2 separate regions of the Sus scrofa genome follow, and region 2 is linked to region 1. A link is a contact called in public HiChIP or PLAC-seq data. All regions are on one chromosome and are shown on one strand. The core of a region is the stretch at or near the end of the contact, and the rest is flanking DNA. Distances in the headings are between cores, read along the strand shown. Region 1 overlaps CMTM8 (CKLF-like MARVEL transmembrane domain-containing protein 8). Region 2 holds the start of CNOT10 (CCR4-NOT transcription complex subunit 10).

Region 1 (3,321 bases), core at 326-2,825:
CTATTACTAGCAAGATCACATATTCTCCTGGAGCATGGTTTTTTAAAATTCTATTGAAGTATAATTGATTTACAGTGTTTTGCTTTCTGCTGTACAGCAAAGTGATTCAGTTATACACATGCACATATCCGTTCCCATGTAAGTTATCACAGAATATTGGGTAGAGTTCCCTGTGCTATACAGTTCCCATTGACCCTCCATTCCATATACCATAGTGTGCCTGTGCTGGTCCCAAGCTCCCAATCCTTCCCTTCCCTGAACCTTCCCCCTTTAGTGATCACCGGTTTGTTTTCAAAGTCTGCGAGTCTGTTTCTGTTTTGTAAATAAGTTCATTTGTATCATTTCTTTAGATTCCACATATAAGTGATATCATATGATGTTTGTCTTTGTCTGACTTAGTTCACTTAGTATAATCATCTCTAGGTCCATCCATGTTGCTGCAAATGACATTATTTCATTCTTTTTATGGCTGAGTAATATTCCATTGTATATATATACCATTGTGTGTGTGTGTGTATATATATATATATATATATATATATATCCATTCCTCTGTCAGTGGACACTTAGGTTGCTTCCATGTCTTGGCTATTTTAAATGGGGCTGCAGTGAATATTGGGGTGCCTGCATCTTTTTGAACTACGGTTTTCTCCAGATATATGCTGAAGAGTGGGAATGCTGGATCACATGGTAGTTCTATTTTTCGTTTTTTTGAAGACCTCCTGGGACTGCAGGGTTGCTTCACTCTGAGGGCTCTGTAGTTGCAAAATGAGCTGTGCTGCTTCAGGTGTTCCTACTGGATTTGAGGTTCCATGGGTTGAAGCCCCTGCTTTTCTCACCCAGGTTTTTCTCAGGAGGAGTAGGACATGACTCAGCCACAGAGGAACAGAGGGGTGTGTGCCCACTTGGGCGCTTTGTGTGTTGTTGATCCTTGACCCTGCCAGTAGAGGGCAGCAGAGCAGCCCAACTTCTGTCCAGGTTTTCATTATTTTAATAGCCTCATGAGGGTGCCTTTTCAACTCATCCCCCATGTGTTTGCTCTCAAAAAATGGTTGTTTTTCTGGAAGATTTGGGTTCCAGCCACTGGGCAAAGATTACCACCCCCCCCCAATTATGAGCTAGTGTAAAAAGTGATTTTAGGTGATTTTAGGAAAATCGTTCTCTACTTTTTTTTTACTCTTTTTAAAAAATTTTACATTGGAATGTAGTTGATTTACAATGTTGTGTTTCAGGTGTACAGCAAAGTGATTCAGTTATACATGTACATATTTCCATTCTTTTTCAGATTCTTTTCCCATATAGGGTATTATAGGATATTGGGTAGAGTTCCCTCTGCTATGCAGTAGGTCCTTGTTGGTTATCTATTTTATATATTGTAGGGTGTATCTGTTAATCCCAGACTCCTAATTTATCCCTCCCCCTCAGTTGCCGTCTGCTTTTGAAGGGGGATCATACCACTTACTCACCTTGAATGGACACTGTCTGAATTTGAACTTTTAACCAGGCCATTCTCTTCTATGAAGCAACCTTGGTGACTAAGACTCCCTTTGTGGAATAAAGGGTGACCTCACCCAGCCCTGTCTGTTCCCAGGGTGGACGCTCCAGGCTGCTGTATCCATCTGCAATACAGTAGTGTCATTACAGCGTCTTGTGCAAAATGGTGATGGTGAAAGAACAATTTCTTCTATTGTTCACCAGCCTTGTCTGGAGGAACATTTAATTACCAGCTTGTGGTAGTTAAGGAGAAAAAAAGGTTCTTGAAACTCGGGGGGCTTTGATGGTTTAAAATTAAGCCTGTGTGTAGGAAAATAAGATCTGTGTGTGGGAAGAATTTAGGGGGAATGGTTCGGGTACTAATTTATACACTTGAAGTGTGTATTTATGAAGGAGTCCTGGATAAGAATAACATTGTAAAAGTCAAAGATGCTGAGGAAGCCCAGGGTGAAGGTAAAGAGGTCTGGTTTATGTTCCCCAGCATGGTCTTGGTCATTGGCAGTGCTCCTTGTTCATAGAATCCCCACAAAAAATCTCGATCATCTTCGAACTAAAAACTTTGACTATTGGAAGATCTAGACTATGAGACATGCACTAGACACGTGACTTTTTGCCTTTTGAAATCTTTCCTTCTCTTAATTTTTTCCCCCCAGAAATCTTGGTCTGTTTCTAGGGAAACCCTAGCTAGGAACTTTCCTTATATCAGCTTCTGCTTATAAAATGAGAACAATCCTGATTTTTATGTCACATTTGCTCTTCCCTGTCAGCCAGCCCCTCATCACCTGGCCATCTTGGGTTCACTCAGAGAGTCTGGGGTATTTACGTGGAGAATAGTCCTTGGTCCTCGACATAGAGTATGGGGTCAGAGAGTGTCAGGGCACCATTTCCAAAGGTAAGTGTCTCTTCTTTCTACTCTTTTTTGGAGAAGATTTCCAAAGGGAGCATTGGTTTAAATCAATGAAAATACTGGCTTAGGTTACCCTGAATTTTGTAAACAAGTTGGAGTACTTTGGTTGAACCATAGGAATGCCAGGATTCTACATAGCTTGGCTGTTCTTAGACTAGGGATAGGTTTTTCTACTACAGGAGTCATTGACTCAAGGGGAGAAACCTCATAAACTGGTTGAAAGGCAGACAATCTTAAAGGAAACTTATCCAAATCTTAAAAATAAGGCAGGAGTTCCCGTCGTGGCGCAGTGGTTAACGAATCCGACTAGGAACCATGAGGTTGCAGGTTCGGTCCCTGCCCTTGCTCACTGGGTTAACAATCCGGCGTTGCCGTGAGCTGTGGTGTAGGTTGCAGACGCGGCTCGGATCCCGCATTGCTGTGGCTCTGGCGTAGGCCGATGGCTATACCTCCGATTCAACCCCTGGCCTGGGAACCTCCATATGGCGCGGGAGCGGCCCAAGAAATAGCAACAACAACAACAAAGACAAAAAGACCAAAAAAAAAAAAAAAAAAAAAAAAATAAGGCAAAAAGTGATTACTAGGTGCCTTTTCAGTATGCTGCTGAAACGTTGTCTAGCAAGCCTACCAAAGATCATCCAATATTCTAGTAAATATTTTAGCCTTTGCAGGCTCTCTGGTCTCTATGGTAATTACTAAACTCTGTTGTATTGTGAACGCAGCTGTAAACAACACATGAACAAATGCATTCAACTGGAGTGGTTAGAGAACCTGACTGGCATCCATGAGGATGTGGGTTCAGTCCCTGGCCTTGCTCAGTGGATTGGGAATCTGGCGTTGCTGTGAGCTGTGGTATAGGTCGCAGATGTGGCTCAGATCTGGCATTGCTGTGGCTGTGGCATAGGCCAGTGGCTACAGCT
Region 2 (2,894 bases), core at 76-2,575, 360 kb after region 1:
GGTCACAGATGAGGCTTGGATCCTGAGTTGCTGTGGCTCTGGCATAGGGTGGTGGCTACAGCTCTGATTAGACCCATAGCCTGGGAACCTGCATATGTCACAGGTGCAGCCCTAGAAGAACACACACACACAAAAAAAAAAAAGAATAAGGAAAATCTGAGAAGCAATAACAGCCAAGAATAGCCTGAGAAAGAATTCCCATAGTGGCCCAGCAGGTAAAGAACCTGACATAGTGTCCATGAGGATGTAGCTTCCTTCCCAGGCCCTTCCCTGTGGGTTAAGGATCTGGCTTGGCCACAAGTTGTGGTGTAGGTCACAGATGGGGCTCAGATCCTTGTGGCTCAGATCTGTCACTGCCCTGGCTGTGGTGTAAGCCTGCAGCTGCAGCTCCATTTAGACCCCTAGCCCAGGGATTTCCATATGCTGCAGATGTGGATGTAAAAAGGAAAAAAAGAATAGCTTATGGAGACATGAATAAATTTAATGTGGTATCCTGGAAAAGATCCTGGAACAGAAAGGGGACCGTAACTGAAAACTGGTGAATGGGAGTCCCTGTCGTGGCTCAATGGTTAACGAATCCGACTAGGAACCATGAGGTTGAGGGTTCGATCCCTGGCCTTGCTCAGTGGTTAACGATCCCGCGTTGCTGTGAGCTGTGGTGTAAGTTCCAGACGCGGCTCGGATCCCACATTGCTGTGGCTCTGCTGTAGGCCATTAGACCCCTAGCCTGGGAACCCCCATATGCCGAGGGAGTGGCCCTAGAAAAGGCAAAAAGACCAAAAAAAAAAAAAAAAAGAAAGAAAGAAAACTGGTGAAGTTGAAAAAAAAATTAATAGTAATATGCTAATGGTGGTTTCTTAGATGTGACAGATGTGTCGTAGTGACTTAATAATACTCAAAACGCTCACAAGAGCTCCATGTATCATTTCTGCAATTTTATATACATCTAAAACTTCTAAAACAAAATGTTTTGTTTTGACTTTAAATGGGGAAGGGAAAGGGCAACAGTGCCTTCTCAGAGATCTGTGAGAAATCAATGAGTATACAAGCCAAGTGCAAGCCTTAAGCTTAGCTAAGCTTAGCCTTAAGCTTAGATGTCAAGTGCAGTTATGTGGTTTTCCGTAAAATGAGGGACAAAAGGGCTGATACTTACGAAGTCTAACCAGGACAAGCACAAACACTAGCGCACAGCTTTCTCCCAGAGGTGCGGTTGAGCGTACTTCCGGACGGGAGCGCGCGCTCACGCTGCGGGGGGCGGGGCGCCGGGGACGCCAGCGTGGGGCGGGACCAGCCGCAGTTCCCACGCCGGCTGCGGCCCCCGGAAGTAGTGTGTCAGGGGACTCGGCGAGGCGGAAGCCGGGCATGGCTGGAGGCGGTGGCACCGCCCTGGCGGAGACGCTGCTGCTGTTGCTAGACTACGCGAGCTAGCCTTCGTCACTTCCTCAGCCCGCCGTCTGCCCACTCCACAGACCGGAACCCGGGGAGTGGGTGCAGACTTTTCCTCCGAGGTCCAGGACAGCGGTCGGCCGGGCAGCTGGAGTGGAGGCCACGCCACCTGCGGGGAAGAACCTGAGCCGAGGCGGGAAGATGGCTGCAGACAAGCCCTCAGGTGAGGTGCCCGCGCCCAGCGATCAGGGTCGAAACGGGACACGCGGGAGCAGGCAGACCCTGCGCTTCGGCGGAGGAGCTCCGGTTGGGGACTGGAGGTTGGGGACTCTAGGGTGACTCTAATTGGGGCGTGCCATTTCTCTCCCCATCCTCTCCCTCTGAGGGGCTAATGTGAGTCTTTGGGCCCGATGTCAGATAGTTTCTTACCAAGTGTGGCGTGAAGCTACTTCTGCCCTCCTTTGCCCCGCTCTCCGGAATAGCTCTGGTTTAAAAAGCTTAAACCTATGTGGCCGCTTCACAGATTTTCTGACTTCCCTTTGGGGAAAGCAGAGCAAGGAAAGTTCACCCTGGAAAAAGAGCTACCTTGATTTCCCCTGGCTCCGGCCAGGACTTCCCTGGCTGGTCACGGCGACATCAGCTTGCCTCTGGTCGGCCACGTCGTATATAATTAGCTTTATGAAAACCATTTATTTAAATGGGAATAACTTTATTGTGTCTCACTTCAGACTCTGCTTTTTAATATCTTGCGTGTGGAACCTGTTTTCCCCTAGTTCCTCAAGACTAATTTATCGTGACGATTTTCTTTATGGATTACTACCCCCTTCCTAAAAATCTTCTCCTTTGAAGAATATAAAATGCTTTCCTGCCTACTTTTGGGATGGTCTGGCCTATGTTTCCTGTAAGAAAATAATGTTCTCTGTGGCATCCATCCAGGTTTTGTTGGAATTTAAATGACAGGACTTAGAAGCAGTCAACACTTAAGATTTTTCACAGTAAAATTATTTTTAAAACTAAAATTAATTTAAAAAAGAAAAAAGGAAATCTCAAATGTAGTGTGTGTTTTAGTATGTCTTGATCTCAATAACTGAGAGTGGATCAGATATGGAAAGGCTCTCTAAGAGGTGACATTTGAACAAAGACTAAAGAGCCAGCCACAGGAAGCAAGAATGATGCAGATAGGTGGAGCAGCAGCTGTACAGACCCCTTGGAAAATGTACAGCAGGAAGACCTGGGAGCATAAGCACCTTGAGGACAGGCACTTTTGTCTGTGTTGGGGTTGTGTGCCGTTTCCAGCACCTGGACCAACTGCTGGCGTATCAGAGCACTCAGCGTATTTTATAGCATAGTGAGCAGAGGAGGTGAGGCAAGAGGCAAAGTCAGAGTTAGGGGGTGGGGGACAGCTTCTGTCAGTCTTTGTGGGCCATGGAAGAAGGTGAAATTTCGCTCTAACTTATGGGGAGCCATTGAGAGATGTCAGCAGTGGTGTCCTGTGAGCTGCTTCATGT

The links. HiChIP or PLAC-seq counts read pairs in DNA pulled down with a chosen protein or histone mark.
Region 2: a contact with region 1 is called in an H3K27ac HiChIP or PLAC-seq map of alveolar macrophages. The contact joins the promoter of CNOT10 here to the enhancer-like site in region 1.

Annotation. Positions count from the first base shown.
Region 1 is chr13:18,288,681-18,292,001 of Sscrofa11.1, forward strand. All of the region lies in intron 1 of CMTM8 (CKLF-like MARVEL transmembrane domain-containing protein 8), which reads left to right. Among named protein-coding and RNA genes, the nearest start is that of CMTM8, 47 kb to the left of the region's middle. Within about 2 kb of position 1,576, at least 7 of the 83 cell types and tissues checked have an H3K27ac peak or open chromatin away from gene starts, as enhancers often do. A contact at or near this core is called in alveolar macrophages, where this site is marked.
Region 2 is chr13:18,648,400-18,651,293 of Sscrofa11.1, forward strand. CNOT10 (CCR4-NOT transcription complex subunit 10) reads left to right here and starts at 1,326. Exons shown (of 17, transcript XM_021071550.1): 1 at 1,326-1,609. It overlaps LOC110256561 (a long non-coding RNA gene), which reads right to left and starts at 1,241. Exons shown (of 4, transcript XR_002338194.1): 1 at 1,154-1,241.